Linked DNA regions of Sus scrofa: all the other regions are linked to region 3. Evidence: chromatin contacts called from public Hi-C and promoter capture Hi-C data. All regions are on one chromosome and are shown on one strand. The core of a region is the stretch at or near the end of the contact, and the rest is flanking DNA. Distances in the headings are between cores, read along the strand shown. Region 1 overlaps STARD13 (stAR-related lipid transfer protein 13). Region 2 overlaps LOC106507939. Region 3 holds the start of LOC106507939. Region 4 holds the start of STARD13 (stAR-related lipid transfer protein 13).

Region 1 (3,107 bases), core at 127-2,626, 240 kb after region 3:
AAGAGATTGGTGGGACTGACTGTGCTTGTGTGACTGCTCCAGGCAGGGAGTTTGTAAGGAGAAACGGTTAAGTTTTTGGTGCTTGGTGGCATGTGATTTGAGGTTTTCTCAAATAACTGGGTTTGTAGGCACAACCCATGATATAGGTGGTAGTGCTGCTTCTTCAATACAAGCAGCCTAAATTGTGGAGAAAGCAACCAGACACATGAATTACATTCAGCTACAAAACTTCCACAGGGAAAATGAATCTTGAAGACAAAGGAACAATGTGACTCTTAAGATAGTGAGGTTTCTCGAGTGAAAAGAGAAACCTGACCCGTAGAGCAAGCTCAGGGGACTGGAAACCAGGAGGCCTGGTTCCAGGACACTTTTGTCCTGACCTGATGATCATGGATGTTTTGATTTAATCTCCCAGTGCCTCAGTTTCTTGTTCTGTCAAATGGGAATCATCCCAGCTCCTGCTATCCAGTGGTCTTATCAAGAGAAAAGAGAATTGCTGCGAATTTGATTCAGATGAAAGGAGTCCTCCTCAGTTCTGGCCAAGTGAGGCCAGGCACCTGTTGGGAAGGGATCTCAGGGCCTGAGCACAGGAGCCATGCAAAGCAAGCCCCAGCGCTTCAGTCCTCAGCTGGACGTAAAACATCACTCTTCTCTCCCTTCAATAGTGATGTATATCACCCCTCAAGGATGTGAGAATAATGGGCCTCTCTGTGGTTTGTTGTTTTTTTTTAAGTGTTTGTTTCTCTTTCTCTCTCTCTCTTTTTTTTTTTTTTTTTTTTTTTTTTTTTTTTTTTTTTTTTTGTTTCTCTTTCTCTCTCTCTCTCTCTCTTTTTTTTTTTTTTTTTTTTTTTTTTTTGACCATTTCTACAGCATGTGGACGTTCCTGGCAGGGGTCACACCTGCGCCGCAGCAGTGACCCAAACTGCTGCCGTGACAGTGCTGGATCCTTAACCCACTGTGCCGCAAGAGAACTCTGTTTTGTTTTTAATTTGTTCCCAAATAGCCCAACACTACTAACTCTTTTATATTTTTTTATATTTGATGTGCTCTGAGGGAAAATGTAATTAATTAGGGTCATTTGAAACACCACTTTTCCTTCTTATTTTTCTGCCACTCTGAGATGTCGAGAATTTTACTTGTGTTTTTTACTCAGCTAGTGAATATTGTTTCACCCTTGATAAATAATTTCTTACAATCACGAGCAGAATAAAACCTTCTAAAGTGAAAGACACTGTGTGATCGACTGGGGGACTTTGACAAGTCAAAGTGTCACAGATCACATGCTTTCTGAGTCAAGAATCTCCAGTATAAATCAGGCTTCCTGCCAAGGCCAATCAGCAGTGTGGACGGTCCTCCTTTAGGCAGGACAGCCTGGTGTGACTGTGGAGCTGGAGACTTGTAAGTGCTCTCTGTGGTCACAGCAGATTGCCTGAGAGTGAGAGGCCTGAAGGGACCTGGTGTCACCTGCCCAGATTATCTGATGAAGGAAGGACGTGCCCAGGGCTCTCTTGGGGCCTTGCCCGGCCCAGCCTGTCTTGCAAAGCCTCGGGAAAGAAAGGTGAAAGGATGCCCCCTTTATAAACATATTCCTTTAAGATGCTGGAGTTTTGTTCGGTAGTTTCAACATGAGTTTGTTTGGTTCTCCGTGTTCGAGTGTGCTGGTGGTGGTGGATTCCAGGAGCAAGGCAATTATTAAGCCCAGACTGCTGTGAAAATCTTTGAAAGTTGCTGAGCACGCTGTGTACGTAGTTATTACCCGGAAAGGCTTGGTGTCTTGAGTGCAGTGGCCTTTGAGGGGAAACTTTGTGAATGAAGAGGCAGGAGCTTGTTCGGTGGAGAATAATCCAAGCGTGTGATGGTTTCCCCAAACCTTTACTCCAGCAAAACTGACCGCTAAGACTTTATCACTTTCTTTCCTGCCTCCGAGGGTAAGATGGACATCTCTCCGCGCCCCCACGGACTCGTGGTGCTTTGGGTTTCTCTGAAGTCTTTGGCCTACAGGACACAGTTCTTATTTATAGCTGGCTTTGTTCAATGGTCAGCCATTTAAATAAATTGCAATGTTTTGTGATTTGTGTTAATAATTTGACATAGGCGTTAGGAAGCCTTCAGATCCTCGGTTTATCAGAGAAAGACTCTCTCAGACATCTTGTCGTTGGCTCTGGAGGGCTGTGCATTTTCTGAAACTTGTAGTTTGCAGGTGCAGTGTGCCCTGAGTAAAAGCGTGGGCTCCAGTGTTCTCTGGGCCTGGGTTCAAATCCTAGTTCCAACGTGAATTAGCTGTGTGATCTTGAGCAAGTTCCAGGACCTTTGTAAGCCTGTTTCCTCATCTACAGTGGGAGCAAAACTAATAACACCCATGGCCTGGAGTTGTTATGGAATGAAGTGCTGTCACACATGCTAAGTGCTTAGCACAGAGCCCGGCACTTACTCAGGCTCAGTGTACATTCATTCAGAAAGGAAACAGAAAGGACACTACAACCCAGCAACACTGCTATTTCACTGTGGATTAACTCCTCTAGAAAAGATTAAAAAAAAAAAATACCCAAGTTTGGGTAACTACATAAAGTAGAAGCTAAGGAACAGCCACCGCTGGAGTGGATCTGAAATTAGAATGTCTCACATTTCCTCAGAGGAGGAAATATATGAGTAGGGCAGCTTGGAAACTATGGGATTTTCAACAAGGATTTTCCTAATCAAATGGAATTTACCTTTGAAAGCCGATAACTGTCAAACTCTGAGTATCATAGAATGTATTTTTAGTCCTCAAACTAATGAGACCAAACCCCATACGTCACGTATGAACTTCAGGTCTGGCATGAAGCTGATGGAAAGGTATCTAACTCTTAATCTTGCAAGTCTCACTTTCCCAAATGAAGTGCATCTGCCTTAGCAGGGCAGTCAGTGGGGAACTAATCACACATCCTCCGAACTACTCTTGTCAAATGTGAGATAAGCCCCGAGGAAGCCCATTAGCCCGCCTTCACCTCACCCTCAAGTGTGCAGCCAGCTCTGAAGCCCAGAAGAAGAGAGGCAGCACAAATAGCAGGAAAGTGTATCTTCAGACCCTACAGTCCCCATGGCTTCTTTTCTAAGACAGCCTTTTA
Region 2 (2,806 bases), core at 146-2,645, 150 kb before region 3:
TCCAAATAATAGAAATACTGCCTAACCAAATACTCTACTCGTGTGATCTTTTCACCAGAAAGAACATGTCTAATGAAGGGAGGTTTTTTCCTTATTTGTAGTCTTCATTCAAAGTTATTATCTCTGCACAGTAAATGTATACTCTAGTCCGAGGTGCTACACTGCCGCCCAGGAGCCCTGCAGGCAGATCGCTGGGTCCATGATAAACAAACTTAGAGGAAAAACCCTGACAAACTTAGAAGATAAAAATCCCCCTTTGCAACTAAAACGGACATAACTGAGCCTTCTGCAGGACTTTCTAGCTAAGATTTTCTGCATGATCAGTCCCAGAAAGACCCTGAAGTTTGCTATTTTCTAGTCCTGTAACTTCCTATCCCATACTCATGTGTAGGTTGTAAGGACTCAGACTCAACTTTCCAGATGACTTCAGGGACAAAGAATTGCTCATTTGTTATATACCAATCTTGACATTTCAAATTGTGATTGAAAACAATCTTCTTTAATTAACTATGTTGATTCTGGTGAAAAGATCAGACAAGAGTAGCATATTTAGTTGGGCAATATTTCTATTTTAGTGTCTTTTTAACTATAGTCTTTCAGTCCCAAGTTGATATACATATATTAATTTCTCAGCTTGCCCCATAGAGAAGGTACAAATATAAATAAAACTCTACAACTCTACTTGGAAAATAAAGATTTTACCCACAACACAACTCTTTTACTCATATTACCCATCGTGAAAAATCCTTTTGTCCCTTTAATGGGCAAATACATTATTTAAAAGCTACCTGCTCAAATGTGGGAGAATCTTTATAGAAGTGTTAAATCACAATTAGCATTAAATATACATTTACCTTCAAGTATTCTGAAATTAAAACTGACTGTAATGTTTTCCTCTAAAGTACACGCTAAAGCATTCTGCTTGCCTAGGCTTTTACTAATATATGTTTTTTTCTGCTCTTCCATTTTCCAACTACCTTTTATATTACATATATAATATTTAGTATATAGATATATTTAACAGATATTTAATAGATAATAAGTTTAATATATATAAATTTTACAGGAGAAAATTATAGGAAGGTAGTGGACAGAAGAGTCTTCCCAGGGGATTGGTGCAGTAATGCTTTCAGCACAGAGAAGAGGGGAGGGGTCTCCTTTTCTTTTTTTTTGTCTTTTTACCTTTTCTAGGGCCGCTCCCATGGCAGCTCATGGCAGCTCATGGCAACGCGGGATCGTTAACCCACAACCTCATGAGGAAGGCCAGGGATCAAACCCACAATCTCATGGTTCCTAGTCAGGTTCATTAACCACTGCACCTTGACGGGAACTCCATACTGCATCCTGCTCCCTTCTCACCTAAGCTTTTGTCCTGCTAGAGGTAAATTCTCCCTGGAGCACAACACAAGGTGGTGCTGTTGTATTTATGCTAAACCAGCTGCAGGCCCAGCCACTAAGGCTATCTATAGATTTGATCTGAAAGTATTAAGTGCCAAAGGAGGGGGGGTGGAACTGGGTTTTGCATATGTAAGTGTCTATCCTGTAGTTATCCCTTCAGATAAGAAAAGCTGAGTTGAAAGAAGGAGGAGGAGTGTAGGTTTCTTCCATCTTCGGAAGCTTCTGGGGAAACCATCTTAACAAAACAAAGTGAAAGTGCCAATGGGTTCCTTTGTTACTAAATTACAGAAGCCTAGAAATATTAAGATCTTATCTAATCCATTACTCTGTTTTTTTATATGATTTCATATATTAAATTATCAGCCAATTAAACTTTTCCTTTGTTTTTAAAATTTCCCAGGGAAGGGGAAAAGGCAAATTAACATTCCCTAGTGTCAATCCCTTCCTCTGTCCCTGGGGTCGGATTGTCCCACTCCTCTCTGCACAAGGGATGGAGAGGATTTCATCAGCAGGCCAGATAATGAGGGGCAAAAAAAGACTGGAAATCAGGGAGCTTGGATTCTCCTCCCTCACTGGACCCACGACAGAGTCCTCAGATTCAGCATCTCCGAAGTGAAAAGGCTGGACTAGCATTTATGGTTTCCACAAATACTTGCATCAGAAAATCACCTGGGAAAGGCAGCTTACAAAATCCTTCCATCGGAAAATCCAGGGTGGGGCCTAGAAATTGTAATTAAAAAATAAAAACCAGAGGTCTTCCCCCTTTTTGCCTATCTGAAGATAGAGAAATTAGATATAAATTCATAGGCAGGCAGCCCTGCATGGGTCTAATGACTGGTAAGTAGGCAGCACTAGATTAACTCTGTTAACTCTTAAATCCCATCTGGCTTTAAAATGTTCAGTCATCCTTAACACAAAAGCCCCTGAAAAATAAAAGTAAATGGTACCAGATCCAAAGTAACTTTCTCTTGAATTGTATTCCCCGCCTTTTGAGCAATTTGTTATGTGTAGATCTAAAAGTGTTTTCTAAATTTTTCATATCTGTGAAAATGGGAGGAACAGAACTATCACCATGGTAAAAATGCAATAATACTTCCTACCTGCTATTTTATTTTGCTATAATTGTAACTACGAATTGGTTGAGAGTTATGAAAATAGTACTTTCACCATTCAGTTTTTATTTGTATAAAACTGGAAAGTTAAGAAGCTGGTCAAATAATTGGCCAGTATATAAGTTAATTTATAAGTCACATTGTGGCAAATTCAGATATATAGGAGTCACTTACAAAAAATCCTCTAGGAAAATTTGGCTTTCTGAGGCTTTTAGACTTTGTCTAGTTTAGCAACGTGAAATTCAGAAACAACACAATTCAGGTCATTAACATCCCAACTCTCATCTGAAAGAATC
Region 3 (2,948 bases), core at 314-2,813:
CAACCTAAGATCCCAGCCACCTCTGCGACCTACACCACAGCTCAGGGCAAGGCTGGATCCTTAACCCACTGGGCAAGGATACGAATCAAACCCCCGTTCTCATGCATTACTGACAAAGCAACCCTCAACTCTATAAATTATTCCAAGTGTGGTGCTACTACCCACAGCTTAAGTTATCACCAGAGAATTTATCAGAGTCGTGATTATTCAGCTCTACCCCCAGCCTTTCCCAGTTAAAATCTTTCAGGTTAAGGCCAATCTATTTTAACAAGTCTTCCAGGGACACCTGATGCATGCTCACGTTTGAGAATCGCTGCCGCAGGAGAATCGCCCAGTGAAGCAGTGCTTTCAGTAGGCGCTGAAGGCTACAGGAAACTTCCTTCACTAACTTCCACTTAAAATACTCAGTTAAGCCGCGTTCTGGTAAAGCCCTAAGAACAACCCATTGCTCACTACCAAACAATCAGGCCTCAAACTTCCAGGAAAATCGAGGTTCTTAAGCAAAAATTCATCAAGGAAGAATTTACATTGATTTTGCTAACTTAGGGGAAAGGTTTTCTTTTCCCCGTCCGTTATCTAAGAGAAATATGACACACGAACAAGTCTATATTTATCCGGAGTGTTTCTGAGGCTACCTTTCGGAAATTTCCTTGGCCTATTTTTTAAAAAGTTATCCATGAAATTCTCCCCTCCTTCAGGGGCTCCAAACACGTACGCTGTATGTTTAATCATCAAAGGGAAACAAAACCTCTTACAGCAGAAACCAATCTAAGACACAACACCTGTGCCATCTTCCCACCAAGCAAGAAATGGTGGAGCCCGGTCCCAAAAGACTAAGAAATCGACGCAGGGATGATTGAGAAGGACTCAAGAGCAAAGTATGAGGAGACAAAAAAAGACCTGCTTTTTTTCTGGGCTTAAAACTAGAGAAAGAACTCCGTTTCCGCTCCATCTCGGGTATTTTCAAGCTAACACATACAAGCAGCTACCAATTCAAAGTGCTGCAAAGTACCTCCTGCGCGGGAACTCGGCAGGGCGGAGCCTCTGGTCGCTCCCTTCCCGAGGGCGGGACAGAGCAGAACCGGGGCCGCGTTTTCTCTGGAAGGTTCCGAAAGGCGCGCGCCCCCTCCGCGGGCGGCGAGACACTCGGCACCAGATGGCGCTGCCGCACCGAGAGCCGGAGCCTGGGCGGCAGGAGAGAAGGGAAGAGGCGTCACCGGATCCTTTCTGTCGCCGGAAATGCGCGCTGCCGGCGGCCTCGGGTCCCGGATATTAAGATTTCTGGAGGGTTCCCGCGTGAGGGCGGGACTAGAACCGGAACCGAACAGCGACCGTCGGGCCTCGGGGCGGAAGCCCGGGGCGGCGCCAGCGGGGGGCTGGTTTCTGGTGCGCGCGCCTCGCTGGGGGCGCGAGGGGGCGGGACCTCGCTCGCACTTGCGCGTTTTGGGGACGTAGGCGCTGCCGGGACGTGCGTCTTTCTCCATCTTTGCACGTTTGTTGGCCCGGCAAGGCGGAAATGGTGGCGTAGTAGGTTTTTTGTGTTTTTTTTTTTTCCCCCCCTCCATCCCCTCCCGCCCACAGGGTTGGGGTTTCTGGCTGTGAGTGAGGTTTCTGGAAATCTCTGTGGAAAGTTAATGGTATGTGAGGTAAAAACGCGAGCTTTATTTTCCCCTTGAGTCTTAAGCGATCCAGATGCCTGCTGGGCGCGGTCCCAGTGCTGGGCTGGACCCAGCCTTTCCCTCTAAATCTCTTCCTGCACCGGCTTGATCCACCCAAAGTGTCGTTAAGCATCCGTCCTGAGGCAGTAGGAGTGTCACTCGTGAAAAGGAACGTGGGCAGATACATTCTTCACGTGGAACCTAAAAACGCTTTTTAATTATGTCAGGAAGCATGTCTTGGTTTTTTAGCAGTGCTTCTCAAGAACTCATGGAGTTCATCGGCTTTATCGTCACGTTTTTGTCAGTAACATTTTATGTTCTTTGTTTTATGGTGTCTTGGTCTTTATCAAATATTAATTACGGGAAGGCCGCTTGTGCAAACCGTTCGAAAGGAGAAGAATTCTCCATTTCCATTTTTACAAGACAGGGGCAAACCACTTTTAAAGGACGGATCTAGGAACTCGTGAGAGTGCCCTGGTTTGGTTTGGTTTTTAAATGCAGCATCGAAACGACCAAAGGTAGCAAAAATAAATTCTCTGTGAAGCCATACTAATCCAACTTTAATTTTAGACCAATTCTGAAAGTGTTAGCAGCAAGGTACCCAGTTCTCCCAAGAAATTTCTTGGTAGACACTTTTATCTTTGTATTTCAGAGTTCCTTCCAATCTGCGGCCTACGTAAAAACTTGAGTCCTTGTGAAAGCCAGATTGAAAGGAATAGAGATTTATTTAAAAGAGTTATACTGAGAGAAATGGGAAGATTGGGGAATAAAAGATTGTCTGGAGTAGCCACATAAAGACATTTTATAGTTTTTGGTTAAAACCCTTTGGTGGGTTTTGGTAACAGGTGTTGTGAAGAAAGCTACTGTCAGTGGAGGAGTCCCATGATGTACATTTATGTGAGAAACCAAAAAAAATTGGGCAGGATCATTGGGGACTGATCACAGTGTGTGAGCAGGAGGCTAGATGCAGGCGGCACATAATGGAAGACATTAGGAAACACATGAAAGCAAAGGTCAGAGCTAAAGGGGCAATGGATGTGGAAACACTGATTTGGAAACTGGGGAAAAACAGGTTTTAGACCTCAAACTGAATGTGTAGAATAAGGAATAAATTCTTCATTAGATGTTTTGTTTTGGGATATATTGCATTTAGCTGCTTATTTTAACTTTATGTTCCTGTCTTCCCTATATTTCATGTACAAACAACCTTAAATTGAAAGAAAGAGTGCTTAATTTTGCCACCATTATACTAGTAATTTACCCTAGCATAGTGCTTCCCAGTGTAAGGAA
Region 4 (3,019 bases), core at 330-2,829, 170 kb after region 3:
ACACAAATCGTGCTTCTTGTAGAGCACTTCCTTACCACTGCATGCATACAAAACAGGAGGTAATCAAAAGGGTATTTGGCAGGGGTCCAGAAAGCAATCTGGGTTAGTCTGTAACTGGCTGCCGTAGTTTCAAGTCCACTTCTGATCCATGACTTATTGCTTCATAACTGACAATTTCAAAGGTTTAGCAGTTTGGCACCAAAAAAAAAAAAAAAAAAAAAAACCAACCATTACTTTCTAGCTCATTCTGAGTGTTTCACTAGTGACCATTTTTGAATACTTGAAATAACAAAATAAAATAATAAAGATGGTTTTTACCATCATTATCCCCCCACACACACTTTCTACTAACAATACAAGCTAGTAGAGGGAATGTTTACCAAAAATGTAGAATGGTAGAGGGGATACTTCAGGTGGCTGTTAACTTCCACTCCTTACGTCAAGAACAATTTATATAACAGAGGACTGAAGAACTTTCTTGAATTGTTAAACTTTACATGGGGCACCTGAAATTAAATAAAAAATAGAAGACAGCTAACTAAACTTGGGTTATTTAGCAGCCTGGTACAAAGACAAGAAGAAGAAATGATATTCAAGCCATTTTACTGTTTAAATAATTCGGAAATTCCCTTTTGAAATACTTCAAGTTCCCTAGCCAAGCTTGAGACGTATGACATCAACTCATCACATCATGGAGTGACATCAAACATGGTCAAAATTACTTTCTCTAAGGTCCTCCAAGCCCTTTAAAAGCAAAGCCTTAAGAATAACAGGACACTCTGAGGCCTGAGCTAGTACTGTCTTCACCTTTGGGGTAAAGTTTGAGAGCCCAGGGAAATGAGCCGGACCCCACCGCCTCCTCAGGTATTTCTTAAAGAGCCAGTGTATTTCCTCCCTCTTACCTGAAGGAATCAGGGTTGCTTTCTAATTATAAGCCTACGTCATGTTATTGGTTAAACTCCCTCCAAATTCTTTTATTTTCACATTTCACTTCCTCATAGTATCTACTTTTTAAACTGCATACCTATTCGAATGCTTTACCAGAATATGTGAATCTATTTTACGCGGGTTCCTCACGGTTTGACCTTAATATTTACAAGTTATTTTCCTCTAGACTCAAAGCTATGCAATGAACAAATCAATGTGATTGTAGCTTGCAGCCAGGTAATCATTTCACTGAGGAAACCGGGAAAGACTGACATATAATACGAGAGCACCAGTATCTAACTCCAAAAGAATGTCAGCCAGACGGAGGAGCCGATTTCAAGTGACTTGAACTCGGGAAAACTGTGATGAGTTATTTCGGCACCAGCTGTGGCACAGTTTTAAATTTTTGTAATGGTTGGGATGGTGGCGGTTTCTCAGAGTGAAAAATGGCAAATATCAAGAAATGGGAGGACGAGGGTACAGCCCCTGTGTCTGAGGGAAAATGAAAAGCGGGGTGGCGGGGGCGGGGTGTGGACGCCCAGTAATTGGGGGCCGTCGGACCCAGCAGGAGGAGGAGGGAGGGGGCGAGAGCTCTCTGGGGGAAGGAGTGGGGCGCTGGACCGTCCCGGAGTGAGGGGGGAGGGAAGAAGGGAGGGGAGGGAGCGGAGGCAAAGTGGGAAAGGAGTAGCGGAGTTGACGGAGCGCAGAGGTGGCCCCTGCGCGGCGCGCTCCGTGGCGGCGCATCCCGGCCCCCGCGCGGGACGGCGGAGGACCCATGTCGCGCCGCGGCGGGGCCCGGGCCCCGGGCGGGAATCCGGCATCTGGCGTCTCGAGCCGCGGGGCGTCTGAGTTGCGGGCCACGCGGGAGTGACGGTGGCACGCCCGCGGGTCGTTATGCGGACGGAGCAAAAATGACCGGCAAACGGAAACCCTTCCAAACGCAGCTCAGGAGGTCAATCAGTGAGCAGCTGCGGGACTCCACGGCCAGAGCCTGGGATCGGCTGTGGAAGAACGTCCGGGAGAGGCGGCTGGCAGGTCGGTGCCCCGGAGACGCAGAACCGCGGGGGCGGGAGGAGGCGCCGGCCGGGTTGCCCGCCCGGCCCCCGGCCCCCGGCCCCGGCCCCGGCCCCGGCCCCGCTTTGGGCAGCTCGGGTTTTCCTAGTCTGGGGTTGGGCGGAGGAGGCTGCTCACACCACCCTTGCCGGGCGGGCGGGAGCGTCAGGCTCGCCGCTTTCCCCGCGCAGAGGCCGGGTGGGTGTGGGCTCCACCCCGTGCGCTCTGACAGCCGCGGGCCGCTGCACGCGGGGCGGGAGCCCGCGCGGGGTTACCTGGCCGTGTCCTTAGGGTGGCCTGGCCCCCGCTCCGCCGCCATCCGCCCCACCCCAGCCCGATGAATGAATGAGTGGCCAGCCCAGCTGGCCTTTTGGGAGGGCAGTCCCTCTCCCAACTTCTCCTTTTCCACAAGGGATGTGTCCACTGCTTGTGTGTGTGTGTGTGTGTGGTGGGGGGGGGGGGGAGGTCAAAACAAGACTAGGGAGCGTATCCTGAGCTCTGGGAGACCAGATGTTTGTAGGGGCAGGAGGGGAGGATTTGGGGAAAGACAGGTGGACAGTTGGTGCCTGTAGGTAGCTGCCCACAACCCTTGCCAGCTGTGGATCAGACTCTCCTCACTTAGAGACTGCAAAAGATAGGCCTCCCTTTTGTAATCCATCGCTGGCGAATCAGAGGAAGAGAAGAGGTGATTGATTATTCTGAGCTCAGAGGTCCTTAAGAATCCTTGCTTAGGTCAGAAGGCCAGTCCCTTCCTTAGCACCTCCCTCATCCTCCTGGCTGCGGTCCTTCTTCTGTGCGTGCTCCTTGGAACTACTTTCTGGCAGGACCAGGAAAGCAGTCAGTGGTCTGAGGCTCCTCAGAGCCCATGCTGGGAACATTAGGTGGGGTTAGTCACCGCAGCATACCTGTCACAATAAGGGGAGGTGGCCCCACTGCACAGCACAGCTCACTGGCAGAGTAGGATTTAGGACTGCTTCTCCCAAGTGTTAGGTGTGGAGGATGTTTCTGGAAGTGGGGGAAGTGTGGAGGGAAGGGCCCC

The links. Promoter capture Hi-C pulls out the DNA fragments that hold promoters and counts their contacts. Hi-C and Micro-C count contacts between places; a contact is called where the count stands out from the background.
Region 1: a promoter capture Hi-C map of liver shows a contact between it and region 3, with 7 times the contacts expected there. The contact joins the enhancer-like site here to the promoter of LOC106507939 in region 3. A contact is called at or near these places in 3 of 5 promoter capture datasets (fetal liver, liver and skeletal muscle), 6 of 47 Hi-C or Micro-C datasets (embryonic fibroblasts, heart right ventricle, liver and 1 more) and 2 of 2 datasets of contacts at active chromatin or transcription factors (alveolar macrophages and skeletal muscle).
Region 2: a Hi-C map of skeletal muscle shows a contact between it and region 3, with 4 times the contacts expected there. The contact joins the enhancer-like site here to the promoter of LOC106507939 in region 3. A contact is called at or near these places in 16 of 47 Hi-C or Micro-C datasets (brain, embryonic fibroblasts, epiblast stem cells and 10 more) and 1 of 2 datasets of contacts at active chromatin or transcription factors (skeletal muscle).
Region 4: a contact with region 3 is called in a promoter capture Hi-C map of liver, with 7 times the contacts expected there. The contact joins the promoter of STARD13 here to the promoter of LOC106507939 in region 3. A contact is called at or near these places in 3 of 5 promoter capture datasets (fetal liver, fetal skeletal muscle and liver), 8 of 47 Hi-C or Micro-C datasets (embryonic fibroblasts, epiblast stem cells, fetal skeletal muscle and 3 more) and 1 of 2 datasets of contacts at active chromatin or transcription factors (skeletal muscle).

The regions. Positions count from the first base shown.
Region 1 is chr11:9,674,005-9,677,111 of Sscrofa11.1, reverse strand. All of the region lies in intron 1 of STARD13 (stAR-related lipid transfer protein 13), which reads left to right. Among named protein-coding and RNA genes, the nearest start is that of STARD13, 63 kb to the left of the region's middle. Within about 2 kb of position 1,376, at least 20 of the 83 cell types and tissues checked have an H3K27ac peak or open chromatin away from gene starts, as enhancers often do. A contact at or near this core is called in fetal liver and liver, where this site is marked.
Region 2 is chr11:10,061,895-10,064,700 of Sscrofa11.1, reverse strand. All of the region lies in intron 3 of LOC106507939, which reads right to left. Among named protein-coding and RNA genes, the nearest start is that of RFC3, 83 kb to the left of the region's middle. Within about 2 kb of position 1,395, at least 21 of the 83 cell types and tissues checked have an H3K27ac peak or open chromatin away from gene starts, as enhancers often do. A contact at or near this core is called in embryonic fibroblasts, omental adipose tissue, retroperitoneal adipose tissue and 1 more, where this site is marked.
Region 3 is chr11:9,911,387-9,914,334 of Sscrofa11.1, reverse strand. It overlaps LOC106507939, which reads right to left and starts at 1,563. Exons shown (of 4, transcript XM_021065188.1): 1 at 1,013-1,563. The coding sequence starts at 1,484. All of the region lies in intron 1 of LOC110255744 (a long non-coding RNA gene), which reads left to right.
Region 4 is chr11:9,736,930-9,739,948 of Sscrofa11.1, reverse strand. It overlaps STARD13 (stAR-related lipid transfer protein 13), which reads left to right and starts at 1,579. Exons shown (of 18, transcript XM_021065185.1): 1 at 1,579-1,962. The coding sequence starts at 1,839.